Linked DNA regions of Mus musculus: all the other regions are linked to region 2. The links are chromatin contacts, called in public ChIA-PET and Hi-C maps. All regions are on one chromosome and are shown on one strand. Each heading gives the region's core, a stretch centred on a gene start, on an enhancer-like site or on the middle of the called end of the contact. The rest is flanking DNA. Distances are from core to core; before and after follow the strand shown.

The links. A called contact is a pair of places that touch in the nucleus more often than the background predicts. ChIA-PET counts read pairs in DNA pulled down with a chosen protein or histone mark.
Region 1: a Hi-C map of muscle stem cells shows a contact between it and region 2, with 3 times the contacts expected there. The contact joins the enhancer-like site here to the promoter of Heg1 in region 2. A contact is called at or near these places in 3 of 39 promoter capture datasets (embryonic stem cells, hippocampal neurons and pre-B cells), 1 of 484 Hi-C or Micro-C datasets (muscle stem cells) and 1 of 115 datasets of contacts at active chromatin or transcription factors (large pre-B cells).
Region 3: a contact with region 2 is called in an RNA polymerase II ChIA-PET map of memory CD8 T cells, with 46 read pairs. The contact joins the enhancer-like site here to the promoter of Heg1 in region 2. A contact is called at or near these places in 8 of 39 promoter capture datasets (the 3T3-L1 cell line, frontonasal cranial neural crest, hippocampal neurons and 5 more), 1 of 484 Hi-C or Micro-C datasets (CD4 T cells), 7 of 115 datasets of contacts at active chromatin or transcription factors (embryonic basal ganglia, embryonic hindbrain, forebrain and 4 more) and 1 of 9 other capture datasets (adipose tissue).
Region 4: an RNA polymerase II ChIA-PET map of memory CD8 T cells shows a contact between it and region 2, with 86 read pairs. The contact joins the enhancer-like site here to the promoter of Heg1 in region 2. A contact is called at or near these places in 12 of 39 promoter capture datasets (3T3-L1-derived adipocytes, the HPC-7 cell line, embryonic stem cells and 7 more), 3 of 484 Hi-C or Micro-C datasets (bone marrow-derived macrophages, muscle stem cells and regulatory T cells), 13 of 115 datasets of contacts at active chromatin or transcription factors (cardiomyocytes, craniofacial prominence, double positive thymocytes and 10 more) and 3 of 9 other capture datasets (embryonic stem cells, liver and macrophages).
Region 5: a contact with region 2 is called in an RNA polymerase II ChIA-PET map of memory CD8 T cells, with 10 read pairs. The contact joins the promoter of Osbpl11 here to the promoter of Heg1 in region 2. A contact is called at or near these places in 1 of 39 promoter capture datasets (embryonic stem cells), 1 of 484 Hi-C or Micro-C datasets (group 2 innate lymphoid cells) and 3 of 115 datasets of contacts at active chromatin or transcription factors (embryonic stem cells, memory CD8 T cells and pro-B cells).

What each region holds. Positions count from the first base shown.
Region 1 is chr16:33,939,584-33,945,347 of GRCm38.p6, forward strand. It overlaps Itgb5 (integrin beta 5), which reads left to right. Exons shown (of 15, transcript NM_001145884.1): 11 at 907-1,129; 12 at 4,521-4,621. Among named protein-coding and RNA genes, the nearest start is that of Umps, 25 kb to the right of the region's middle. Within about 2 kb of position 2,373, at least 92 of the 459 cell types and tissues checked have an H3K27ac peak or open chromatin away from gene starts, as enhancers often do. A contact at or near this core is called in hippocampal neurons and muscle stem cells, where this site is marked.
Region 2 is chr16:33,680,929-33,686,596 of GRCm38.p6, forward strand. It overlaps Heg1 (heart development protein with EGF-like domains 1), which reads left to right and starts at 3,538. Exons shown (of 15, transcript NM_175256.5): 1 at 3,538-3,927. The coding sequence starts at 3,684.
Region 3 is chr16:33,402,400-33,407,850 of GRCm38.p6, forward strand. All of the region lies in intron 1 of Zfp148 (zinc finger protein 148), which reads left to right. Among named protein-coding and RNA genes, the nearest start is that of Zfp148, 24 kb to the left of the region's middle. Within about 2 kb of position 1,757, at least 21 of the 459 cell types and tissues checked have an H3K27ac peak or open chromatin away from gene starts, as enhancers often do. A contact at or near this core is called in memory CD8 T cells and pancreatic cancer cells, where this site is marked.
Region 4 is chr16:33,342,921-33,348,283 of GRCm38.p6, forward strand. No RefSeq gene overlaps it. Among named protein-coding and RNA genes, the nearest start is that of 1700007L15Rik, 35 kb to the right of the region's middle. Within about 2 kb of position 1,746, at least 132 of the 459 cell types and tissues checked have an H3K27ac peak or open chromatin away from gene starts, as enhancers often do. A contact at or near this core is called in bone marrow-derived macrophages, double positive thymocytes, effector CD8 T cells and 8 more, where this site is marked.
Region 5 is chr16:33,181,730-33,187,405 of GRCm38.p6, forward strand. Osbpl11 (oxysterol binding protein-like 11) reads left to right here and starts at 3,342. Exons shown (of 13, transcript NM_176840.3): 1 at 3,342-4,271. The coding sequence starts at 4,075.

The sequences.
Region 1 (5,764 bases), core at 1,123-3,622, 260 kb after region 2:
CATGTCTCATAAAATGAATAATGCACCTGCCTCGTGGGTTACTGTGAGAATGGATGGAGCCGACGGCACCACAGTCAGTGCCAGGTGTGAATACAAGTGAGAACACTTGAGTACCCGTGAGGGCTGAGGCTCCAAAGCCTTCCCTCGCTACCCCCAACCCACCCCCAAATGCGGGGCCTCAGGGTCAGAGCTGGAAGTCAACATCTTGCTAGGACTCAGGAAGTGTGGCCGGCTGGCTCGGTTTTGCTTGGGCCTGTAACAAATCACCATATGTTTTATGCATTCAAGCTGTCGGGAGGTCAGAAAGTCCAAGTTTGTTTCCTCTGGCTGAAGTCAGGGTGCCTACGAGTTGTACTCCCTCACATCCCTGGAGGTGCTAGGTCTCCCCAGTTGCTCCCTTAGAGCAAAGTTTCCTTGCATTTCTTGGTTAGCTTGCAAGCCAGCTGCAGAGTGTCTTGCTTCTGATGTCCCCTAGCCTCCTTCTGTAGTCATCCCCAAGCCCCTGGGGGTTCTGTTGTATGAACCTTGTAGGTAGATTTGGGGCCCAATCGGACCGTCCAGAAGAGGCTGCTCTGCCTAATCTCATTGGTAGCTTTGCCTCCCGATATTCAGTTTCTGGTGTGGACATATTGGGAGACTATTTTCACACATCTATTGAATCAGGAAGCTTTTCTGGTTTTGTGCCACGGCTTGGCCAGGGACTGGACCATTTAATAGCAACAGTCTATACCCTGCCAGGTCACGTGGATTATCCTGTGGTCTCATCAGGCCCTTGCTATGTCTCAGTCTCTGTAGGATTCCTCTCCCTGGCACATGGCAGGCACTGGGGGGGGGGTAGGGGGAGGATGTGTCTATCATATTGAAAGACCATCAGGTCCTGACTGATGCATGTTTGTGTCCTTTCAGGCCATGGAGAGTGTCACTGTGGAGAATGCAAATGCCACGCAGGTTACATTGGGGACAATTGTAACTGCTCAACAGACGTCAGCACATGCAGGGCCAAGGATGGGCAGATCTGCAGTGACCGAGGCCGTTGTGTCTGTGGGCAGTGCCAGTGCACAGAGCCTGGAGCCTTTGGGGAGACGTGTGAGAAGTGCCCAACCTGCCCGGATGCTTGCAGCTCTAAGAGGTAAGGGCCTGCTCTTCCACCCTCAAGCCCAGGTCTGTCTTTCATCAGGCAGCCCTCCCTAGACAGCCTCTTGTGCTTGCTGCCTAGCCTCTCCCAGTTATATACAGCCTGACTGCCGAACAGAACTTGTACTAACATTCGCCAAAGCACTAGCTATGAAATGTTGTCATTTGGTGGTTGTGGGGAGGAAGAGAGGATCGGCAAAGTTAAAATAGTCCACCAAAAAGGGACATCACTGATCCAGTCTGAGCAAGTTTAGAGATTTTGGAGTGACAGCAGGGAATGAGACAGACCTGGTGCTGGGTCCAGATGAAACAGCACCTTCAGAGCCTTGAACATGCTATAGCTTGCTCAAAAAAAAGGGGGGGGGGGGAATGTGGTGTGCATCCTTCTCCGAGTGACTACGGTCCTCCACAGAGCATCTCCCAAACAATGCTTCATAGATCAGGCCTGTGGGAACTGCGGCATTAAACAGACTGTAATCAAAAGGCAAATAGGATGGAAAGGAGCCGACCTAGATAGGGATGCCTCTAGCGAGCGTGGGGGCTTTGGATTTTTCTGCTCTATTTATACTGATAATAGAGCGGGACGGATGTAGAGGTTGTCTGGGCTACAGACACTTTGGCTCAGCGCTGGGCCGGGTCACACAGCCTGATGACTGTCCTCCGCTTTGGAGTGCAACAAAGGTCAGTTGTAAGAGTCAAGCCACAGTGATGCCTGGAGCACAGGCATGCCTGCTGTTGGCTGTCAGAACTTGCTGGATAACAGCTGTGTCATCATTGGAGCTGAGGAGCCAGGCAGGCAGCGGGGGAAGTCAGGCACCAAGCAGAAACAAGTGGCCATACAGGCAGTGTTACTCCTTGGCGGAGGAGCACAAGTGTGTGATTTTCTTTTGGCAGATTTCCCCCTGCAAATGTCTGGCCAGGCTGATAATGAAGTGAGCCGATGCGCGCAGAGCCTGCAGTTGTGGCTGGTCAGCTGTGCTTTTGAGCACTCTGAATGGCCTGACCCTCCCTGGCCATGTGCCACAGAAAACCCTGGGCTCGGGCAGCAGAACCTACCTTCAGATCGAGAGACAAGATAGGCAGGGAGTGGCCAGGCACCATGCCTGTGTGACTGGAATCACAGCCCTAGTCAGCAGGTTGTGGCCAAGGGTCTTCCCCACCCCCAAGGGTCTCCAGCCCCCAAGGCTTCCAGCCAGTGTTGCTCCCTTCTGCTGCTCAGGGCACATGAGGCTCATGCGAGTGAGCGGAGCTAGGGGAGCACACTGGAGTCAGTAAGAGAGGAAGCCTCCCCTACCTTCCTGTGGGGTTGTCTTGGGCAGTTAAAAGGCCTCAGGGAAAGGCAAGCGTTAGGAAGGCCCAGAGATAGGGACTGGCCCTTCTCATCTATCCCTGGACCACACTGACCTCTCTCTCATGGTCTAATGTAAACTTGTTTCTTTTTCCTCTTCCTTCTCTTTCTCTTTACCTACCTTCCTCCCTCCCTCCCCTTTTTTCCTAAGTTCTTTTGACCATGGAATCTTAGGCCATTTTCCTACTGTTTTCTGAGAGGTTTTGACCACTTTCTTTGGTCGTTCATCCCTCAAGTTCTAGAACTAACCAAACACACCCTTCACTTCGGTGAGGTCACACCCGGCTCCAGCTGATTTTAGTTAACATGCCTTGAACAAAAATCTCTGTGAGCGAGCGGAGCGGCTTTTTGTGTAAAGGGTCAGACGTGCTTGCCTATGTAACTACAGTGCGTTCTCAGCTTTCCCCCAGCACAGGGGGCTCAGCTCTAGGCTGCTGTATCCATGTGGGTTGGTGGAGGGTGTCCTAGAGGTGACCTGGAGTTGTGATGCAGCAGCGTGTCTGAGGGAAGCTGTGGATTCCAGCCAGCCGGAAGCAGGCATCCTGTGTCAATCGGAAGGTCCAGCAAGCATGAATGACCAGAGATGGGACCACCCCTTCCTGGCCGCTGGCCAAGCCTGCCTACCCTGAGGGGAGGGGCGGGGGGAGAAGGGACCATACAAGATGGGAGATAGTTATGAGCCGTACTGCCTAGCTGCAACTCTATGGAGTATCTGCGTAAGATCAGCCCAGGAGAGGAGGATTTGCCACCAGCTCTGGAACAGCTAGACTCCTAAGCATATCAGTGTCCTCTTGAGAAAGTCGTGGCCCTCTCTCTTCATGATCTACCCACTGTCCAGTCCTTGTTGGTGTCCAGAAGGTGGTTCAGAGCATGTCTGGGAGGCAAGACTCCAGGAGGGGCCCTGATCTGCTTCTCCTAGGCCTTTCCTCTGGAAAGTAGCTCTACTGTGATGGCGCTCCCTCCTGCCCCGAGGTCAAGGTGCCCAGCTCCTGTTTTGATCCCCCATCGGTTTTGTGGGGATACCCATCACTTTAGTGTTAGGGTACCTTCCCTGCTTAACCCCCTCTCATGTCTTTAGACCTCTGAGTGCCACTTTCCCAGAGTCCCCTGTGTTGCTTGACACTACTAACTCTGCCCTGAAGTTTGCTTGTCCCACGGCACAACCCTGGTCTTCCCAAGGAGGCAGGGACCTTTTCTCTCTTACAGATTTTTTTGGGGGGAGGGGGTGAGACAGGGTTTCTCTGTGTAGTCCTGGCTGTCCTGGAACTCACTCTGTAGACCAGGCTGGCCTCGAACTCAGAAATCCACCTGCCTCTGCCTCCCAAATGCTGGGATTAAAAGCGTGCGCCGCCACCACCCGGTTTCTTACAGATTTTAACAGCAGCTTTGGTGGTTTCTTTTTGTTTCCTTGTGTTTCCTAGAGAAGGTCTCTGTTATAAGATGTACCAGCTTTAGTGTAGACTATCACCACATAAGTGGCCAGTGTGCCCTGAAGGACACTGACAGGTGAACTCTGTGTGCGGATGGGGTTGGAGCCCAGGGTACCCAGACACTGGCATCAGGTTCTTCCCAGCACCAGAACTGCCAGGAAGCCCCACCCTAGAGGTCAGCTCTTAGGGTTGCAGTTGGGCCCAGGCATTGCGGCTCACTGAGCCTTGTCCAGAGACTGACAGATGGGGATCCTGAAGTAACACAGGGCTTCAAACACTGGACCCATGAGTGCAGAGGCTCCTCCATGGGCCAGGAGTAACTTTTATGCCCTGGAAACCTCTTCCACAGAGCTGACTCCTCGGCCAGTTCACTGTAGTAGGGTGCAGATGGATTTGGCTTGGTTCCTGCTGTCAGCATTGGGAATGTCTGCAGGTGGCAAATTGACCAGTATACCAGATACATCTCTAAGCTCTGAGACCCTAGAGCTTCCTTTTAACACCAGCATGATGTCACGGGCATCATGCCCCCATAGTCAGACTTACAGAGTACAGCTGAGCCTTTGGGACCACGTACAGCGGCTAACGACGACCACCTTGATTTTTCTCAGAGACTGTGTCGAATGCTTGCTACTTCACCAGGGGAAACCTGACAACCAGACCTGCCACCACCAGTGCAAAGATGAGGTGATCACGTGGGTAGACACCATCGGTGAGTGCCCTGCAGAACTATGGACAGCTGTCTCTCTGGATCTTGTCAGGCATCTAGGATTTTTTTCCTTCCCTAGGGAGTGAATGGTCTCAGCCTTGAGTTTAGCCTGGTGTAGCTTCCTTGGCACGATTGCTGGCTCCCCAAGGGGACCCTGGGGTGAGGCGCTTGCATGTTATTGGCAGGACTCTTAGTTTGGAGGCTGCCCAAAAGGCTGCCCATAGAATCAGCACACAGCCATGACCTGAAGATTTGGGGCTGGTTTTTATGTAAATGATTATGGTGTTGATTGTAATGGTCATTAACTGATGAATGGTAAAGCAAATGTATCATATGTATCCATAATGGGATATTATCTTACCACAAAACAACGAGGCAGAGCACTGGTATTATAATGTGTACGAGCCTCCAAAATATTGGGCTAAGTAAAGAAGCTAGGGAGAAAAAGAACATAGATATTAAACAATGTCTACAGTAGGCAATGCCAATTGAGAAAGACTAGGAAGAGGGGACGTGAGATTGAATGGAGACAGCAGATGGAGACATTTTTGGGTGGTGGTACAACATTGTGAGTTTCCTAAATTGGCCACATTTTGAAATGATTAAGCAGTTCCTAAGGGACTGCATATCTGAAGAGAGAAATTTCAACCAAGGCTCGCCAGTACTAGCAGACTTGCCCTCTGCCATGACCCCCAGCTGCTGTAAACTCCCGGCCCTGGCTTTGTCTGCCTCGGTCCTGGAGTCTCTCTTTATAGATTCTTGCTTCCTCTTCCCTGGTTTTGATGGACTGCTTGGCCCGGTCACATAGCATTGATGTCTGCTGAGTCTGTTTATCTCACGAACATTCAGTGAGCGTTTACCATGTGGCCAGCCTCCTGCCAGACTCTGGGGAGTTGGGAATTCTTTGCAGCCCCTCACATCCCAGCCTTTTGCTCTTTCCATGGCTTGCTCTCCAGGGCCTTGGCTGAGCTCTTTTTTCATGAAGCACATGTAGTGAGGAAAGAAGGGTTCCCTTCCCACCTCCCACAAACAAGCCTGTCCTATGTGGGACAGCTTCTTCCTACCAGACCCACCACGAGGTATCTGCAGAGAAGTATGCGTCTAAGTTACCGTCTGCCCCTAGACAGGCTTTCCTTCTTTCCTTAT
Region 2 (5,668 bases), core at 2,288-4,787:
ATGCCAGCTGGTGGAGATTGTTAGCAATCTACCCAGGCCTCGCCTCCTCCTCTTTGCCTCTGTGTCTAGGCCACATTTCCCAGCTTCCTTCCCAGTTGGGTGAAACCTATTGTCGTGTTCTCCCTAGTGGAATGTAAGAGGAAGTGAGGCACACCCCTCCCGGCCTGGCTCATCGACGTTTCTCCTGCTTACCTCTCTGTGTTCTTACCTCTGGCTGATTGGAATGCCGAATCCCAAAGCAAAGTTGGAAGCCATATGCTGTGGAACGGTAGAACCAGCGGATTGCACGTCCCTAAAAGACTGAGAAGAGCTGCCTCGCAGACCTTGACTTCTGTGTTGTGAACAAGGAGGAAATATCATGAGGGTTAAACTGCTGAGTATTGGAGTCTTGTTTGTTACTGCAAACCAAGGCACGAAAGCCTCTGTACAAGCTTTGACTCTGCTTAACTTGAGGAGGCAGAGACACATGATTCCCGCAGCCCACCAACTTCCCTGTCAGCTCCTGTGGTGCACCCTCGCTCCTGCCTCTGTAGCCCTAGCTCCTCCAATTTGACCTGAGCTGTTTTCAGTCTAGATCATCAGACTCCCAAGGCCAGATGAGATCTATGAGGGCATCTTACATATCCTCCCGGTTCTAGAGAGAAGTTCTAACTCATCTGAGATGATCAAGACTCTTGTCTGTATTTCCAGGCTCCTGAAGAAGAAGTGACACTACTGTTAGTACCAAACCCTAAAAGGCAGAGACTGTAGGATTGCTGGGAGCCTTCCTCACACACCTGTCTGCCAGAAAGATCCATTTCCCTTCCCATAAAACTATGTCAGTCCCTAATAGCTGTTATGAATATCAAAGCCCCCACACTAGCTGTGGTGGTTTCAATATGCTTGGCCCAGAGTGGTACTATCAGGAGGTGTGGCCTTGTTGGAGGAAGTGTGTCACTGTGGGTGTGGGCAGTGAGACCCTCCTCCTAACCACATGGGATCAGGTCTTTTCCTAGTGGCCCTCAGATGCAGATGTAGAACTCTCAGCATCATCACTGCCTGGATGCTGGCATGCTCCTGCCTTGAACCTGTAACCCAGCCTCAATGAAATGTTGTCCTTTATAAGAGTTGCCTTGGTCATGGTGTCTGTTCACGCAGTAAAACCCTAACTAAGCACCAGTCTCCTGGTCCTTCTCACCTCTCCCTCTACTATATGACCTCCCACACTGTTCTACCACCCCACCCCCACCCACCCCTCCACCTGTTCTTTATAAAGGATGGATTTTCCTACTTTTGCTTCACTCTCTCATCTTCTCTCCCCACTTTTTTTTCTCTGCTCCCAAGAGCTATCCCTGCCCAGAGCTGATTCTCTTCTTGTACTTTCTGTCCCTGAGAGGCAGCCATGGCTACTTTAGACTTCCTGAGTGCCTCTGGTTATTCTTTCATACTTACAACAAACCTTTCTTTCAGATGCACCCATAAAGTGCTCCAGTCTGATGGTTTCACTGGGCCCTGGCTTATGTGTCCTTAAGGCACCTGCTTTAATAGCCTTGCCCCTGAACCTTAAAACACTGGGATAGAACACTTCTTATCAATCATCTAGGACAATGTGTTTTATAGATGAAATAATTAAGGACTAGGTCACAGTTAAAGAAATCAGGGAAAAAAGATTCTAGGAGCAAGCTGGCAGCTGTTTGCAAGTTCCTGACGCAAGTATAGCCTCCCTGATAATCCCTCTTGCTTTGTCCTAGGAGATGGAAAGGTATTAAGACCCAGCAACATCTTTGCAGCCCTTCATCCACCAGTTAGGCTGGCAGTTCCTCTGGAAGTTCAGGTAGAAGGTAGAAAGACAGATCTGTGATACTTAAAGGGAGGGGCAGGAGGCAGGTGTGATGCCCTTGGGCACCGGAGGCAAAGGCAAGATTCCCAAGCGAGCTTTCTGAATACACACGAGAAGCCCAGACAGGCCTTTAAACCCTTAAGCCTTCCTGTTTGCCTGAAAGCATGTCCTGGCCTTTAACTAGTCCTCCTTTCTGTTCAAGGGAGGAAGCTATGGTGACCAGAACCTCAGAGCACAGTGTACTGAGCTTAGCCAGATGGGACTGGGCTGCTGTGTAGTCCTGCTTGTTAACAGGGGAGCTGTGTCAGGAGGTGGGGCCATGCTTGGATTGTTGTTGTTTGAGAAAGAAAGAGGACTGAGCATTTCATGTGAGACCTGAAAAGTTAGGTTTCATTTGTGGTTCTATAAACCCTAACCCAAACCAATTCTCCACTCTTGGCTCATTTGTCTAAGGTAAACTTGTTTATACGGAGCATCCTTTGTGTCCTGCCAAGTGACTCACTTGTACCGAGTCACCAGAAAATGGGTCTAGGCCCATCTACCGATGCGCTGGACGTTATGATCTGATCGTTCCCCTGGAGGCGGGTCATGGAGGCTTGGAGACAGAGAGAGGCAGAGACATGGGGAAAGAGACAAGCCTGTCTCCTGAACATTTGGTAAACAGACAAAGAACCCTAGCACATCTGAGAGCATCCCAAGGGATCTGTGGTTTTCAGTTTGGATGAGATATTGTCTGAATTATTGACAACTCTAAGCTATGAGGTAAGCACGAAGCCACATGGTCATTCAATGAGAAATCCTTTAGTTGTTGGTTCTCTTAGCAACTCTTAAGCAAGTTATTTCCCCCTATTTTGAGCTGCTCATTCTTTACTTACAAAGAAAAGAGATTTGGGTCTTAAAATCTGGACATTGTATCATTTGTCTCCTAGGAAGGGAGGGAATAGGGACACACACAGAATTTTACTTACCAAGCAAATTTATTGACACTCTGTCTTGGAACATCTCCCCTAAAGGTTTCTTTTTAACTTCTGTGTGGGCTGCTTTTTTTTTTTTTTTTTTTTTTATGTTTAATTTGCAAATTGCTGTCCTTTTCCTGGCTATGGGTTTTCCCTTGCCCCAGACTCGGTTCAGTTTTCTCTTCCCTCTGGCCTCTTTGGGTGTCTCAGCAGTGACATCTTTGAAGAACTATGGTGTAAGCCAAAGATAGCGTGGGAAGGAAATCAGGCTTCTGAGCCTTCAAGAAGATGAGGGTTCCCGCCCTGGCTAAAGCAAATCTTCTCACCAATTCTGGGGACCCAAAAGGGCGGCAGTGGGTTGGGGCCTCTTCAGATCCTTAAGGGCAATGCAGGTCCACGTATGGAACAGGGTCTAGGATTCACTTCTCTGTCTTTTGAAAGCTCTCTGTATACTCACTCACCTGATGTCAATTACACCGCCAGAATCTACTTTTCACAGACCTACTGTGTGGCTAAGGAACTGGGAAAGTGCCCCCCACCCCAATTTCATTTCTCCAAAAGCCAAAGCGATACTCCAGGGTGTGGGCCCTGTAACAAAAGTCGCAGGGGGCTCCATGAGTTCACCCGGGGGTTCCGTGAACTCACCCGGGAGACCGAGACCGCCCCCGCCCTCTTCCTGCCCTCTCCCCGCCCCCGGGCCCCCGCGCGGGGCGGGTGATGTCAACCGAGGAGGAGCCGCCCGCCCCGCGACCCGCCCGGGCTGATTGGCGTGTGGCAGCACCAGGGCTGCCTCCGCCCTCCCGCGGCTCCCACAACTTTTGCGGCTGAGAGCGCGCTCGCACCCCGCTCCGCTCGCCGCCGCCCTCGGCCCGGCGCCCGGCATGTGAGCGCGGGCGGCCGCCGCCACCATGGCCACGCCGCGCGCCCCGCGGTGGCCGCCACCGTCGCTGCTGCTGCTGCTGCTGCTACCGCTGCTGCTGCTGCCGCCCGCTGCCCCCGGGGCGCGGGGCTCCCTTCCCTCCCCGGCCCATCGAACACTCCTCCCGGTCGCGGGACCGCTTTCGCCGCCTGGCGCCGGACATACGGCCCCCGGACCCGGCGTCGCGACCCGGCGGGGACGTTCCGGCCGTGTCCCCAGAGGCGTGAGCGCGGGTGAGTGAGAGTCTCCAGCGAGGGTCAGGGGGCGTGGGCGCTTCGCGGCTGCCCCATCCCGGCCGAGGCTCCGTGGACCCTCGTGGGTGGAACCCTGAGGGTGGCCCAGGACGGAGAAACGCTGTCCCTGGCCACTGGAATATAAAATGTTCACATGCATTCCCTCCCTGTGCTTTGGAAGAAAACTCTCTCCTGGATTAGCCCACACCCTTCTCACTTTTACAAAACGAAGACCCCAAAGAGCCTCTCACCTCGTGGGGAGTGGTAACTTCTGGCTGTTGTCCCTCGGTTTCAGCCCCCAACCCCCAGATTTAGAACTGGTCTCTCCTGGTCTAAAGCCTGACTTTCCAGTATAAGTAAATAACGGATTTCGGAGTTTGGAATGCTTCTAGTACTTAGGACTTCATAAAGGACAAAGAGTGCGCTTTAAAACAAAGCTACCCAGTTAACCTTAGGAGCAGGGTTACTTGGGATGGGGCTGGGGGCGCTGCAAGGTCAAACCCCTGGAAGCCACTGACTGGCTCTGGACTGTCCTGGGCCCTTTCCTCCCCCAGCCAGCTGCTTGCTGTGCAGGCAGGCACTGCCTGTCCTGGTCACAGAATGGGGACTCAGCTCCTGTGCCTGCCTCCTTTGTTTCTAGTTCCTTTTTCTGTTGGAAGAAAATGCCACGGCCTGGGTGGGATTCTAATGTAACCCCCACACGACCTTGGCTGTGTCTCATCTTTGGCTCTCAGTTTCCCCATCTGTGGAATGGAGGGGCCCCATTCCTCCCTGCCTCCAAGTGACAAGAGGTGACAAAATGAAAGTAAAAATAGTAGAAAGTGCTGTGAACCAAACCAGCCTAGGTGATGTTAGCCATTTGTCCTCCCGTAAGAGGCAGAGGGCACACATCGGGCTCTGTTGTTGCCACACTGGGACTGCCAAGATTTTGTCCAGTTTCCACTTCTTGTCTGTCTGTCTGTCTGTCTGTCCATCTTACATGTTTTACAAACTTTCTCCCAACTTGCTCATCCTTAGAACATAGAGGTACTACTTCCTAGAATTGAATAAGAGAAACTTTTCTACCCTCATAAAGCCTCATTTGAACCATAATCTCCCCTCCGCAGACTGCCTTAGCCTTGTGAACTTCTGAGTCACTGGTCCAAGACAGGGAAACTGAGGAAGGGTGAATAAAGGGAGGGAAAGCTGTGCTGAAGGTCTTTACAGACATGCTGTGCAGCCCCAACTTCCATAATCTTGATGACTGATTTTCAGAGAAAGGAATTGAGAACTTTGAAGACATTTACTGTTCTAGATACAGTTGTGTGTAAGGAACTGATAACTCAGATGGCCACCTGGGAACCCAAGGCAGGTGCCACTAACTGGTACTCAGGCTGAAGGCTCCATCTTGTGAGGGGCTATGAAGGGAGCAGGGATGCTGGGCTCCAGCTTGAGGCTGGCACAGGAATCTCCTTCCAATGGCAGAGCCTGTTCCAGGCTCACACAGGTGTGAGTGTAGCATCAGGCTATAGTAGCACCTGAGTTAGGGGAGATAAGGTAAGAATAGGGGCCTTATGAGAGCCGGGCCTTCACAGCCATGGTGCTAGAACTGCTCTGTTCTGTTCGTTTGGGGAAAAGCAGGATAGAGGCAAAGGAAGAACCCAGGAAGGAACAAGAATAATCCAGACTTTCTTTTAAGGTTTCCTGATCTCTATTGCTCTAAGGCCCAGTCTGGGGCAGGGGTGTTTAAAAGGTAAAGTTA
Region 3 (5,451 bases), core at 507-3,006, 280 kb before region 2:
TAATATATTACACATATTAAATATTTAATATATTATTATTATTTTAATTTTTAATTTTTAAGACAGGGGTTTCTTTGTGTAGCCTTGACTGTCCTGGAACTAACTCAGTAGACCAGATTGGCCTTGAACTCAGAGAGATCCTCTTGCCTCTACCTCCCAAGGGTGGATTAAAAGGTATGTGCCACCAATGTCTGGCTCATAAATTGTATATTTAGTGAATTGTTTTCATATTATGTAAGCAGTGTATTGTTAGAGGAAGAAGTATCAATAGGCTTCTCTTTATGTTAAATCCTCTCCATGGTGATGCTGTTTAAAAATACTCTCAACCAAATCAAACCAAATCAAACCAAACCAAACCAAACCAAATCAAACCAAACCAAACCAAACCAAACCAAACCAAACACACTTACACGCACGCACAGAGAGTAAAAGGGCAAAATACAAGTTATTAGCTAAGCCTGCTGAAAATCATTTTGTATTTCTTTATTTTTAAAGTTTAATTATTGTGTAAATGTACATGATGTGTGTGTGGGGTCTGAGGACAGCTTTGTGGAGTCAGTCCTCTCCTGCCTGGTTAGAAGGGGTTGAGTTTAGGCTGTTGGGGTTTACAGGAAATGCCTTTACCCACTGAGCCCAGAAATCATTCTATAGAATCACGTTGATTTTTCAGAATTGAAATGCATGTTAGCAAAGAAAAACAAGAGAAACTCTTGTTAATACTTTGGTTTATAGATGAAATGGCTTTCTTACATTTTTATTAATGTTGTAGACAAATTTAAATAGAGGAAAGAAAGCAAAGTCTTAGAAACTCTACAATTAGCAGTTGTTGGCCATTCTTGTTTCATCTAGACTTCCACCTATTCTGTTTCCTGCCTCTTCCTTATGTATTTCTTTAAGATTTTCTTTACTTGTGTGCATATGTGCATCTTGGGAGTATGTGCACATGCTTGTGTGTGAGCAGAGGCTGGAAGACTGTGTCAGACCCTTTAGAGCTGGAGTTGGCAGGCATTTGTGTTATTACATAGATGCTGGGATCTGAACTCCAGCTCTCGTGGGCTTTGTAGCAAACACTTAACTGCTGACTCATCTCCTACCTTTCCTCTCAGTATTTTGTTTATTTACTTGAAAGAGAAGAGGGTAGAGGGAGAGAATGTATGTGTGTGTATATCTGTCTGTCTATGTCCATGCGTGCATGCACCCATTGCCCTGGCTTACCTGTTGAGGTCAAATGACAGCTTGTAGGAGTTCAATCTTGCCCTCTACCTACCATGTGGGTTCCGAGGAGCAAAGTCTCAGGCCCCTAGGGTTGGCAGCAAGTGCATTTTACTTGCCAAACCTGCTGGCCCCACAACTCTTGCTATTTTTAGGATAACTTTATTTTGAAAAAATTATAGGAAGTGGCTATGCAACAGGGTGTGGTGGTTCACACCTGTAATTCCAGCCGGCAGGAAAACAAACATATTTCTCTGACTTTGAGGGCAGCCTCGTTTATATAGTAATATCCAGGCCAGGTAGGGCTACAAAATCAGACTCTGTCTCAAAAATAAAACAAAACCAGAAAGACTGCTGTGCTTCCTTCATGATGTAAGTTACCAAACCCAGAAATCGACAGTGGGACTTTCCCCTTAATAAGAATACTAAGTTTGTAGTTTTATTTGTTTGTTTAAAATTTTTTTAGACCTACACTGCTTGTGTATGTATAATTTTGTGCCGTTTTTTCTCATGTAGAAAGGTATGTAGTCACTACATTGAAGATATAAAACTTGAGTCACAACAAAGGCCACCCCTCTTGCCACACCCTAAGATTGTCCCTTCACAATGTGGCTCCCTGACTCCTGGCATCCTGCCCCCCTAGCTCTGTGGGTTCCATTTCCTTGGTATGTAGTGTAAGTTAAAGAAAGACACTTGGTGTAACCTTTCCCCAGTGAGAGCTTGTTTGTGGTGTATGTGTGTGTGTGTCCGTGCTGAGGCCAGAGGGAGGACTAGCATTCTTGTTGCTCTTTGTCCCATTTCAGTGAGACAGGGTCTCCTGCTGAACCTGCAGCAAGGCTAGCGGCCTGCAGTCCTTTCTTCACCCCTCACAGGGCCCGGATTACAGAACACCTGGCTTTTTATGTGAACTCTGGAGATTTGAACTCAGGTCTTTGTGTTTACAGAGCCAGTGCCCTTATCTACTGAGCCATCCCTGAGCCCTGAGGGATGTTTAGTGTTTTCCATTGTAAACCAAGGGCTAGTGCAAATTTGTACAGGCAATATGAGGATTTTCTTAAAAAAAGATTTATTTATTATATGTAAGTACACTGTAGCTGTCTTCAAACACATCAGAAGAGGGAGTCAGATCTCGTTAAGGATGGTTGTGAGCCACCATGTGGTTGCTGGGATTTGAATTCAGGACCTTTGGAAGAGCAGTCAGTGCTCTTAACCGCTGAGCCATCTCCCCAGCCCCCAAAATATGAGGATTTTATGTAAATAAAAGCTCCCCCCTTTTCTGAAATAGGTGTTCAATGGCAAAATTGCTGAGTTGTGTGCTAAGTGTGTATTTAGTTACTTGCTGTGATGGCTAATGGTTTTAATCATCTTTTTATGTTTTTATTCTCTTCAGATTTTTTGTGTGTGTGTGTGTGAAATGCTTGATATCTTTTGTTGCATCAGGATAATTTGCTTATTTGCTATTGAGTTTTGAGAATTCTTTATAGAATAGTTTCTACTTAAGACCTTTTGTTTGTTTTGTTTTTGTTTTTGGAGACTGGGTTTCTCTATGTAGCCCTGGAACTTATAGACCAAGCTGACCTTGAACTCTTAGAGACTCACCTGAACGCCTGGCTTAAAGGTGCAAGTCACCACCTGTCTATTTAAGACTTTTGTTAGATGAGCTTTACGGATACTTTCTTTAAGTCTATAAGCAGAGTAGACTGCTTTTAAAAATGATCTTAGAAATGTCATCTTGACAAGGTCTTTAATTTGGGTATCAGATCTGATTTATTTTCATTCATGGAGGGTAGCACACCTCTGGTGCCAAGGTCTGTAGTCCTTTGCTTCAGTTCTCAAGAAGTTCTTTGTATCATATTTAAATTCATGATCCCTTCTGACTTTGAGACATGGTTGTATGGCTTAGAGGTTGGTTTTGTTTGGCTTCTAGGTGTCTAGTCACAACACCTTAGTTCCTCAGTTATCCTTTCTCAGTCGAACTGTTTTTGCTTCTTTGTCAAAATCTGTTGCAATGTGTGTGTTCATGTTGGAGCTCTGATCTGCTCAGTGATCTGTGTGTCCTCTGTCTTCAGGACCTTGCTTACGGTGTGCTCCTGAAGGCTGGCAGGGCTCCTGGTACTTTGTTCTGGGTCAAGACTATTGCAGCTTCTCTGGCACTTTTGCCTTTTCATATAAAGTTTAGAATTTCATAATATGTGTGAACAATACCTCGACAAGAGCTTGGTAGGAATTCATTAAGCTCGGTTTAGCATAGATTGCTTTATTATGTAGACTTTTAATCCGTGACCAGGAGCTTTATAGAAATTTTACCAAGTTTGTGGTTCAGTTTGGGATGAATTTACTTTTTTATGTAGACTTTCTTTTTTGTTTTTGTTTTGTTGTTGTTGTTTGTTTGTTTGTTTTTGAGACAGGACTTTGATATTTGGCCCTGGCTGGCCAGGAACTTAATCAGTAGATCTGCCTGCCTTTGCCTCTGGGGGTGGGCTGGAATTAATGGACTGCATCACCACTGCCCTAGCCTATTATGTTAGCGATTCCTGGTTATTTAGATCTATCATTTTTGAAACACATTCTAAGAACCATTGAGTTTTCCTTAAACATATTTGAAGTATTTTTAACATACCATTTAATTCATATACTATAAACAGAGTGATAAAGTTTTTAGAATAACACAGAGCTATGTGGCCATCACTGTAATCAAGTTTAGAATATGTAGCATATAAAATATTTAGAATATTTTCACTATCTTAAAAAGAAACCACCCTTATTTCTGCTTCCTCTTAGTGCCTGGAAATCTACTTCTAGGAGTTTGTCTGTTTTGAACATTATCTATCTATCTATCTATCTATCTATCTATCTATCTATCTATCTATCTAAAATCTACTTCTAGGAGTTTGTTTTGAACATTATCTATCTATCTATCTATCTATCTATCTATCTATCTATCTATCTATCCATCCATCCATCCATCCATCCATCCATCCATCCATCTATCTATCTAGAAGTTGCTGTTACTCTTTCTGCTTCTAGGGATTTGTCTGCCTTGAACATTCTGTCTGTCTGTCTGTTTCTCTCTCTCTCTCTCTCTCTCTCTCTGTAGTCCTGGCTGTCCTGGAACTCACTCTGTAGGCCAGGCTGCACTCAAACTAAGAGATCTTCTGCCTCTCTAGTGCTGGGATTAAAGGCGTGCCACCACTGCCTGGTTGTTTTGAACATTTTAATGGAATCATAAAGTGAATGGATTTCTGTGCCCTGTTTATTATGCTCTTACATGATGTAGGAAATGTCATTAGTTGATTCATTTTTAATGGGTTAGTAGTAACCTATATGAACATACATTTTGTCTATTATCTGATCAGCACTTGGGTTGTTTAGACTTAGGTATTATGAATAATTCTATTTTGAATATATGTGCCTTTTTTTTTTAAGTCTATATCCATTTTTTAAAGTAATTTTTTTTCTTTTTGTGTATGCTGTGTGTGTATGTGCATATTTCATGCTAGTGGGCACATTTGTGGGCTTAGACTCAAGGTTAATATCTGGGATTTTTCTGATTATTCTTCCACCGTAATGTTTGAGGCAAGTTCTCTTAGTCAGATCCAGAGCTCACTAGTGGCATTAGTGAGCTTGCTCTGGGACCCTGTCTCTAGTTGTGGGTTTTGAGGCTGAATTACAAGTGAGCCACCACTCATTTACTCTGGTGGGTTCTGGGGATCTGAGCTCTGTAAGCACTTTGACTACTGAGCTATGCTCCCCATTGTTACCTCTGTAATCCAGGCTAGACCTGGACTCAAGAGATTAAGGGATCCACCACCACACGATGCAGGAAAGTCTTTTTGGTTTTTTGTTTTTTTTAATGGAGACTCTACAGGTTCTCTACAACTACATCCCAAACCCTTGTTTTTGGTGTAAGCCTTCACTTTCAGTTCTCTTGTGTATATGTCTAACAGTAGAATTGCTGAGTATAGCTCTTCAGCGATGTTCATTCAGTTATGAAACTGTAGACTTTTCCAAAGAGGCTTTACTATTTTAATTTTCCATCAGCAGTGTATGAGCTCTTCAGTTTTCCTGTATCTTGCCAATATCACCTGAACCACACCCCCATCACCCATCCCTTGCTCCTTGCTGTATAGTTCAGATTGAATTCAGTTTAAGATCTTATTCCAGCTTCTCTAGTGCTGGGGTCACAGGGACTTACAGACTGGTGTCAGCCATTTTGATTATAGCATTCTTTGTGGGCCG
Region 4 (5,363 bases), core at 496-2,995, 340 kb before region 2:
ATTACCTCAGTGGCTAGAAGGATGCTTGGATTCCTCATCTCTCCCCTCCTTCAGTTTCGGGACATTACGGGGCAGCTGCATTGTCCCCTGTACCAGTTCTCTTTGGACAACAGCTCTATTCCTACCCTTTGCTGGAGGCCCGGATCTGTTTTTTGAACTGTCAGCCAGGGCACCCGTGCCCCCCTTTACTGTACTGTGTGTCTGCCCTGCTGGGCTCTGGGGTTTGCTGGGCTCTGCCTTTGGACTGCGAGCTGGGTCCAGTACGATGGTTCCCAGATGCTGCTGAGCCGTCTTCCCCTAAGTGTCTATTTTCTTCTGGATGATCGCGTGGTGTGAAACCTCTATGGGTTAGCAAGGTGACCTCTGATCCCTGATGACCTCTGACCCCAGAATTAGACTGATCTGAACTCAACTCCAAGCTGCCCAACTAGGCAGATTCTTTAACTGTCCAAAGTCTCTTAACAAACAATTTACAGGTCTGTTAGGTTTGTGTGTGCACATGCACATTCTGGGTATTAAACCTGCAGAGTCAAGTGCTCTACAACTGGGCTCCAGTACTCAATTCAGCCTCAATTCAGATATTTGAAATAATAGAGGGGACCAGGCTCCCAGGAGGTGTTCACTAAATATGCTGCTTGCTCTACTAACTTATACTCTACTTTTCTTTGCTATGAACTATGGGGAGAAGGGCTGAGGGCTCATTGTTGTTAACACCCTTACCTGTGAGGGAGCTACCTCAGCAGGGTTGTTAGCCGCTAGCCACTAGCCAGGGCAATGACTTAGAAGTATTAGACTTCAGCAATGAGTTTGTGTTGAGCGGCTCCTAGAAATGAATTGATGTGGTCTCAAGATAAAGATGAGCTCATTTCCTTCCCTGGCCATACCACGTGATCAGTCTTGCACCTGCCTCTCCGCGTAACTTAACGTTTTTGGTTTTCTATCGTGCATTCCTGAAAGGTAGACACTCTAAGGGGTCATTGCCCTTTATAGGCTGCTAAAGCCTCATAGCAGACACAGCAGTAGTAGGTAGCTAGCCCCTGTGTCCCTGAAAGCAAGCAAGCCTAGGTCTACAAGATGTCAGGTAGGCTCTTGTCTGCCCCCAAAGGAAAGGCTGAACTTTGTGAATAAAGAGAACCTGGCCCCCGAGTGCTACTGTGGATGAAGTCATGCTCTGCATGAGATACTGCACTCAGATATTACACTGAGGTTGGGAATCTAGTTCTGTTGTGAAGTGTAAGATCAGCACCAGCACACACACAATAAATGCAAATGGAATGGGCATTCTGTATTGGGGTGGGGGGACCACCATAACCGGGATGGGGAGGAACAGCAGTTGGTGGTGACAAATTCTATTCTAGATGAGGGGAAAGGGGACAGTATGAGCAGGGCCAGTGCCCACTTGTAAAACAAACCAGATTTTTGCACAGGGCCAGTTTTAGTAAGCGCAGCAGCTGGAGTCTGAGGCTGGGAGCCATCAAGGGCTGGGGATTGTCTCTCTGCTTCCCTGCTTTAGAAAATGCTCCTGACAGAGGCCTCTGCATCCCACTGTCCTCAGAGAATGGGACTCTGCACACAGCCTGCATTCATTTGCCCTTTGAAGCATCTTCTGAGGCATGGAGCACTGAGTGGCGAAGAAGACACAGACGTATCCGCAGTGAAGTGCCTAAAGTATAACCCAATCTGGGCCAAATGTAGCCCACAGGATCCTAAAAATGAGACACGTGGGCACCTCCAGCCTCTAATTACACAGCGAGGATGACGCAGATTGGCTGCAGCCCGGGTTGAGAGCATACAAAGCCTGCCGCCTCTCTCCTTCTGGGAGGCGGGGATGCAGCTCCTCTGGAAAGGAGAGAACAGGGCAGAGGAAATGTCATTATTGTCAATGTGAACATGTGTGTAACTGTCTACTTACTGGAATTGTTTGTTTGTTTGTTTGTTTGTTTGTTTCTCTGTAAGATTTTAAAGCACTCAAAATGGTCTGTGTTTTATAAAACGAAACCAAAACCAAGTAGCTTCACATTTCTAGACATTAGGGAGAATGCAACTTAACAACATAACATGAGCGAGCCGGGCACACTCTGATCTTGTAGTCTCTGCAATAGGAAGGCTAAGATCAGTGGGCCAGAAGTTCAAGGCCAGTCAAGCTGACTACATGTCTCAAAACTGAGCCAGGCTCTGTGGCACATGCCTGTAATCCCAGCACTAGGGAAGTTAAAGGAATCAGGAATCCTGGGCTATGTGAAGCAGTGTCTCAGGAAGGGGGCGGGGCTGAGGTGACAGACAGCTCAGTAAGGAGCATGAGAACCTGAGTCAACACTCTTGTGAAGTCCAGACACCACAGCCTGTAATCCCAGTCCTGAGGAAGTGGAGAGAAGATCTGTGGGGCTTTCTGGACAGCCAATCTACCTAATCCATTGATGTCCAGACTCAGCTGAGAGACCCTGTCTAAAAGGTAAGATGGAGCTGCTGAGACAGATCAGTGGGTAAACACGCCTGCCTGGAAGGCAGACAAGCCGAGTTCGATCCCTGGAACCCATATAAGGCAGACTCAGGCCTGTGCACAACACAGTCCCCACTAAAATGCCACAGTAGTGGTGGTGACATGTGCCTTTAATCCAGGAACTCAGGGGGCAGAGGCAGGGGGCTGGAGAGGTTGCTCAGTGGTTAGGAGCATTGACTGCTCTCCTGAATGTCCTGAGTTCAAATCCCAGCAACTACACAGTGGCTCACAACCATCTGTAATGAGATCTGACACCCTCTTCTGCTGTGTCTGAAGACAGCTTCAGTGTACTTACATATAATAATAAATAAATCTTTTGCCGGGCAGTGGTGGCGCATGCCTTTAATCCCAGCACTTGGGAGGCAGAGGCAGGTGGATTTCTGAGTTCGAGGCCAGCCTGGTCTACAGAGTGAGTTTCAGGACAGCCAGGGCTATACAGAGAAACCCTGTCTTGAAAAACAAACAAACAAAAAACAGAGGCAGAAACAGGTGGATCTCTGTTGAGTCTGAGGACTGCCTGGTCTACAACTTGAGTTCCAGGTCAGCCAAGGCTACACAGAGAAATCCTGTCTTGAAGGGGAAAAAAAAAATCATTCAATTTGCCATCTAGAATTAAAATTGCTGTCTGATTTTAAAATAAAAAGTAACATTTATTAAGTAAACTTCCCTTTCCAACAAATGGGGACCACTACAGAAAGCCACAACCCCAAATGCAGAGTTGTGGATCTCAGTCCCAGTGGACAACACTCTAACACCTAAGGCTCAGAGAATGACAGAGCAGAAAGGTTGTGAGAGCCAGAAACCCAGGGAGTTTGCTGTGATATTGTGTCTCCTAAAAATGACAGAATCTCTACCCATAAAGTCTCACTAATACGACCACCTCGTCATGAGCTAGACAAGGAAGACACCAATAGACATTGCAAAGTGAACAGGGGTGGGGGTGGGGTGGGGTGGGGAAGCCCACAAGGTCTTGACCCTACACAAAGAAACAGACAACTAAGGAATGCTGACATCAGGAGAGAAAATGTTCCCCAGTAGAAAAGCACACCAGTGAATTACCCAGTACCAAAAGGCCAGCCCTGAAAACGTGTGTCCTGGCTAGTTTCATGTCAACTTGACACAAGCCAGAGTCATCAGGGAGGAGGGAACCGCCAAGAGACAATGCCTCCATAAAAGATGGAGGCAAGCCTTCACAGTGGGTTCTACATTAGTGGATGATAGGGAAGGGCCCAGCCCATTGTGGTGGGGCCAACCCTGGGCTGGTGGTCCTGGGTTCTCTAGGAAAGTACCTGAGCAAGCCACGAAAAGCAAGCCAGTAAGCAGCACCCCTCATGGGCTTCTGCATCAGCTCTGGCCTCCATATGCCTGCTCTGTTTCAGTTTCTGACTTCCTTTAATGATGTGGAAGTGTAAGCCATATAAACCCTTTCCTCCCCAACGTGTGTTTTGGTCATGGTGTTTGTCAAAGCAATAGAAAAGCCCTAAGACAACAGGCATACAAGAAATATTATATAAACTGACCAGGTCTTATTTAGATGTAGATATGTTATGTACTCAATAACAATAGAGACTGAATTTGGAAGAGGGCAAGGAAGGATATCTGAGAGGGTTTGGAGAAAGGAAAGGGAAGGGAGAAGTGATATAACTATATTATGATCTCAAAAAAAAGAATTTTGAAAAAAACATAAAGACAACATTCTGAATCCTTCATTGTCATCAGGGATGTGGATTGACAGAGCAAAGTATAAGCCTGGGGAATGTAAACAGTCTTCCTATCAAAGGGTTAAATAAGACAAAACTCCATTTTAAAAAATGGAAAGAAGTCACTTGGCATCAATTCAAATCTATCCAGGGTCAGCACTTTTTGAAACCAAAATACGTGCTCAAGTTTCATTTCTCCCTGGAGACAGCACCAATCTGTGTTAGCCAATCCTATATGAATGTGCTGCCTAGGTTTCTCTCAGCTTGACGCCAGCTAGAGTCATCCAAGAGGAAGGAGCCTCCATAATGTCGGACTGTGCAGCGCTTAATCATTGAGGCTATCCCTGGGCTGGTGGTCCCAGGTTCTCTAAGAAAGGCTGAGCCATGAGGAGCACGGCAGTAAGCAGCACCCTCCATGGCCTCTGCATCAGCCCCCGCCTCCAGGTTTCTGCCCTGCTTGAGGTCCTGTCCTGACTTCCTTCAGTGTTGAACCATGATGTGAAAGCATAAGATAAGTGAATTCTTTCCTCCCTAAGTTGATTTTGGTCATGGTGTTTCTTCATAGCAATGGCAACCCTAATTGTGTTTGCTTGCTTGATTTAGCGTGGCTCCACACCCTTCTGCAGAAGCAAAGCTTTTTGCCTTACTGAAATACTTTGAATACTTCTGGAGACCTCAGACCTGTTTCTTACAATAGTCACTTGGGAAACAATCTGGCAATTTTATTTTATTTTTTTATAAAGCTGACCATCCCTTAATAAAGGACTTAGCAGTCCTATTCCTATTGAGTAACTGAAGAGTTCATCAACTGTAAATCAATCCAGGAGCAATCCATGAAATGCTCTTCAGATATAAAAGAGCAGAGCTACTGCCACAAGCGAAGAAAGCCATGGAGGAGACTAAACTTGTAAGAGAAGTCGGATCCAAAGGGCTGCACGCTTAGCTGGAGTGGTGGCAGGGCCTGTAATTCCAGAATTTGACCAAAGAAGGGTGAGTTCAAGTCCATCCTGGGCTACATAGGGAAACTACTGCAAAAACAAGAACCAACCAAAAAAAGCTTGTTCTAGGATCCTGCTCACATGCTGCCTTTCAAAACCCGCAGGGACAGGAAGCCATCAGTGGCTGCCTGTGACTGGGGGTTTCGTTTTTGGTGAGACTCAAAC
Region 5 (5,676 bases), core at 2,092-4,591, 500 kb before region 2:
GTATAGCCCAGTTGTAAAGCACTTGCTTAGCATGTCTGAGGTCCTGTGCTAGATCCCTAGTATCACAGCACAACAACAACAACAACAACAACAACAACAACAACAACAACAACAAAAGCCCAAATCCATGCAAACAGTTTCTCTCGTTCTGATTCCACAAGGGTCTCTCATTATAACTTATCCTGGTGAGCTTCTTACACAAAACAAAGTAGTGACATTCAAATTGCATTCTTTTAGCCTGGCACTGGCTTTCCCAGTAACTGCATTCCATGGTGGGTCTGGCTACCTGCGGTCATTCTCTGACTCTTGCCACAACAGTCCATGTTACCCTCATGTCAACCCTGGGTTGACGTATTCCTCATCACACCTGCTATGACTCCACTATCATTTATGACCTACTTTTGTATAATTATCTGCTATTAATAACCAGTCTCCCTTTCTCTTTCATTAAAATCAACTCTCTATACACACTTCGAGTTTATTTTCTAACAAACATGGTCCCATGTATCCTGGTCTCGCCTCAGACTCATTATGTGACTGAGGGTAACCTTGAACTTTCGGTTCTCTTGTCTCCACCTCCCAAGTGCTGGCTTTACAGGGGTGCCACTATGCCTCGTTTTTGTGGCGCTAAGGGTAGGTACACTGTAGCTGCCTTTAGACACACCAGAAGAGGGCATCAGATCTTATTACAGATGGTTGTGAGCCACCATGTGGTTGCTGGGATTTGAACTCAGGACCTTCAGAAGAACAGTCAGTGCTCTTACCCTCTGGGTCAATCTCTCCAGCCCACTTAAAACTCTTAATCAGCTCACAGGCCCCTCCCAGTTAAAAATCTCCATGACATTCTACTGGTTAGACCTGCTGCTTGAAGACCCGGTCAGTCTAAGAGGCCAGATATGGTAGGTAGCCTTGGGAAAGTCGGGCCATGCTCCCCTAAAGTCTGTCCTTGAGACAAAAAATTGACAGGTTTCAGCTACGGCTGGAAAACAAATCATGTTTTTCTCCCTGGAAACTGAAAAAAAAAAGTTTATGGTCCTACCTGGTGCCTACTTCTGTGCCAGGAGTCAAGTAGGCTAGGCTGGCTGTCACATGGTGTGGAAAACCCTGCCACCTGCTTAGAGAACTTGGAAACCTCCTTGGTTCTGGGATTTGAAGGTTTTCCTTCAGGACTCCATCATGTGGGAGCTCTCTCTCCTAACACAGTTCTTCCCTTAGCATCCTTGTCTCTCATCCTCTCATTTTAAAAGTTATCTTGTGAGACATCCCTTTATACACGTTTTCCTTCTCTAAGTCAGGTTCTCCACCACATTTCACCGATTATCTGTTTCATTCCCCAAATCCATTTATGTATGTATGTATGTATGTATGTATTTATTTATATTCTCAGTTGTAGGGGTTACTTCCATGTTGTCCAGATGAACATAGTAAAACATGCCTTTTAGACAAGAATTCCCCTACACCCAAGGCTGATAACCAGAACCCAGTGATAGCATTCACTCACCATAACCACCAGACCCAGGACTAGGTAGACAGAGAACTCCATGTGGTTCACTTGACACTATATGAGACCAAGAGCAATGTTCTTTAGTAATAATCCAACTCTGCCTCCTGCTAAAGAGGAGATAGCCTTGAATAGAAGACTCCTCTGCTAACTGAGATATACCATAGGCCTCTGCATTCCACAGAGGCCATCATCCTTAAATCCTTTTCAGGTCACACTTTGAACAATTTAAGAGGAAATAGGAGACTGCAACTCTGGGCAAATGGGACAGTTGCACAGCAAAGTTATCATCAGGATTGTCATGGCTACTCCTGGTTGTCAACTTGACTACCTCTGGAATGAACTACAATTCAGAAATGGAGGGCACACCTGTGATCCAGATCTTGAGGCTGGAAGACAGGTTTTTGACCTGGATCTTGACATGGAGATCTTGAGCCATAGTGGCCATGAAAATCTTAGGCCCAGGCAAGGTACACACACCTTTAATTCTAGGAGACTGAGGTAAGCAAATCTTTGAGTTCAAAGTCAGCCTGGGACAAAGCAAGTTTTAGGTTCAGGTATGGTGGCACACGCCTTTAATCTAAGCCACATCTTCTACTGGAGGCCTACATCAGGACCTTGAAGAAAGAAGGTTCACTCTTCTTCAACTGATTGTACTTACTTGCTAGCAAGTCTGTTGGAATCTATTTCCACAGAAGACCAGCTTATACTAGCCTCACAGGCCTGACTTCCCACTCACAGCTGCCCATTGTTGGGTTAGTTGGACTACAGACTGTAAGTCATTACAATAAATTCCCTTACTATATAGAGACACTCCATATGTTCTATGACTCCAGAGAACCCTAAGACAAGGATTATTTCTTTTTTTTTTTTCCGAGACAGGGTTTCTCTGTGTAGCCCTGGCTGTCCTGGAACTCACTCTGTAGACCAGGCTGGCCTCGAACTCAGAAATCCGCCTGCCTCTGCCTCCCAAGTGCTGGGATTAAAGACGTGTGTCACCACACCCGGCTAAGGATTATTTCTTAAGTACACCAGTGTGGTTCTTTCAAGTAGTTGTTACCCAGGTTAATCATGCCCACCTGGTAGAGGTAAACTTTCCCTGTGCCTAGACAAAGAGTTAATGGCAGGCTGGGCCTTGCAGATGGTTGTGGTCCTGCATTGCCCCTGTGTCTTGTTTTAGGAATGCTCTTTGATGGGTATAATGGCAGGTTGTCTCCTTTTGCTGTGGGAGTGGAGCCTAACTGGAGGTCAAGCTGAGGGGATAAACAGTAAGAGAAACTTCTTCAGAGACCCCAAACTTCAATTATGGTAAAAGTTTTCTTTCTTACAGTTTGTAACAAACGTGGCAATAAACTACTTTTCTTCCAGTGTTATTGGTCCTTTTTAAGTAAGCTTATTAGTAAATCCTTTTTATATCAATCTACTTCAAGTTTCTCCAGCATCACCAAGAGCTCTAATTTCCAAGACAATTTCCTTTTCTTTAAGACGATTTACCTTAGTCCAATATCATGTTGGGTTTTTTGTTGCTCAAAAATGACTGATCAGTTATTTTTCCCCACTTTGTTCTGTAAATTCTTATTTTTTTAGGTTCCCTTAAAAGGCAAGGAATGGGGCTCCCCAAGAGAGTATAGGACCTGTTTAGCAAGACCGTTTCATTCCCTTTTTCTCCCTCCCTCCCGCCTGCTGCCTCTTTCCCCACTGCTTCTTTCAGCTCCTTCTCTCCCTTGAGGCTCCGGTCACCGCCTCCTTTCGGGATCGTCTGCCCCAATCAAAGATGGCGCCGCCGCTTCAATGCTAGCGGAAATGAGCTCACACGACACCGGAAAGGAAGGCGGGGAGAGCTAGCAGGCGGGTGGGTGACCGGCTGTGGGTGGGGCGGCGGCCCGGGCCCTGGCTCTGGCTTTTACGTTTAGGGCTAAGGAAGCTCCAGGGAGCGGTCGGCTCCTGTGAACTCCGTGGGGCTCCAGGGCTAGCGCTCTCGGAGGAGGCCACGGTGAACCCCTCGCCTCCGGCCCAAGCTCAGCGGCCTCGGAGCCCGCGTCCTGCCCGGCGGCGTCTGCCCGACCCTCCGCGGGCTTCGCGCGACCGCTCCGGCTCAGTTCGGGGCTGCGGTGGGAACCGCGGAGCTGGCTGGACAGGGCCCTTTCTCCCGAGGACCCGGCTGAGGAGAAGAAGCGGCGCGGCTGGCCCGACCCCCGAGTCCTGAGGTCAGGCCGTGGGCTCCGGGGCTCCCGGGCCGTGGACCCCGTCCTTGCCCCGCGTTCCCAGGCAGAGGATCCGCGACCTCGCCCGCGCCGCCCGGCTGCTCCTCGGAGTGTGGCACCGAGCCCTCTGGCGGGGTGATTTGTCCTCCTTGTTCTTGCTCGGGAGAGGCATCTATCTGAAGGGTACCCGTGCTCTTTAAAACTTTTAACCAAAGTGGAAATGCGTGTCCTCTTTTTCTGGACCACTGTCGATTTCCACTCTAGCCGAGGTCTGAGATCCCGTTGAGAGTAAAAAAACGAGAGAGAGAAAGGGGGAAAAGTACTTACAAAATAACTCTGCACTTGGTGTCCCTCGCCCGAGAAGGGCAGATGAACTTTGGAGTTAAGATGCAGGGAGGTGAGCCGGCATCGGTGATGAAAGTCTCCGAGAGTGAAGGGAAGCTGGAGGGCTTGGCCACAGCAGTGACCCCGAACAAGAACAGCGGCAACAGCAGCTGTGGGGGTGCCATCAGCAGTAGCAGCAGCAACAGCAGCCGCGGTGGCAGTGCGAAAGGCTGGCAGTACAGGTATGGCCCTCCAAAGTGATGTTCTGGGGTGGCTCGGAGTGTGATGGGGTCTGCATATCCCAGTTGGAAGGCCAATTCCAAAGCGGCTGATGATCTGACTTGGAGATAGAACCCTGCTTTCGTGAGCAGGATTGACTTTCTTCAGAAATTCATTCAACAGGTAATTTTTTGAGGCCCTTTGAGGAATTCAGAAATGTACCCCAGAGTTTTCTCGATTATCCAAGGGCTTATTCTTCCTCTGATTTATCTCTACACTCACTTCTGGTTTTTGCCTCTGTTGTAATCTGTTTACAAGCAAGCCTGAACGTCTCTTAGAGCAGAAACTGTGGAACTCAGCGCTTTGAGAGGCAAATGCTGGTCTTCAAAACTTGTGGAATGATTCGAGTAACAAGAGTCAGAGAAGATCTTATCCTTTGGTTGCTTGTGACTTAGAGAAGGGGAGGGACTTAAATACAGAGGCTGATAAGCAGTAGAGTGTAATCAGGCTACTTGAAAACTCTTGAAATTCTACATTTGTTAGTTTTTTTTTTTTTTTTTTTTGGTTTTTTCGAGACAGGGTTTCTCTGTGTAGCCCTGGCTGTCCTGGAGCTCACTTTGTAGACCAGGCTGGCCTCGAACTCAGAAATCCGCCTGCCTCTGCCTCCCGAGTGCTGGGATCAAAGGCGTGTGCCACCACGCCCGGCCATTTGTTAGTTTTTATTAATGTAAATGAAAAACTTGGAGAAATATCAAAAGCTTCATTTTGGTGCTTTAAAAAATATATGTATAAAGGGTTTGTAAAACAAAAAAATATATGTATATGTATGTATGTGTGTGTGTATATATATATATATATATACATATATATATATATAGTATAGGGAGAGATTACTACCCATAATTCTAAGAATGAATGGAATTAGGGCATCCTATAATGTTGGATCTACACTGATGAATACTGAAATTTTGGGTAACTGCTTGTATGTTTAATTCTAGTTGGTTTTGTTTGTTTGGTTTGGTTTTTGATTGTGTTAAACTCTTTGACTACACTTGTAAGACTTGGAAGGGGTAGGAACCAAGATGTTGTGAAAGCTACATATTTATCATGAGTACTATCCATATGTATGAACTGCGCGTGTGTTACAATATGCAGATGTGGGCTGGGCGTGGTGGTGCTCTCTCTTAATCCTGGAGCATGGGAGACAGGCAGGAGAATCTCTGTGAGTTTTGAGGCAAGCCTCATATCTGCATAGTAAATTCCAGCACAGCTAGGACTATATATCACCCTGTATCACCTAATATGCAAATATATGTCTATGTGAAATATGCAGGCATGAACCTACAGAAGTGAGAAGAGTAGCTAACTTTGTAATTGGCAATGGGGATTGAAGTCAAGTCAGTGTAACTCTCCCCCTTTGTGATTTTT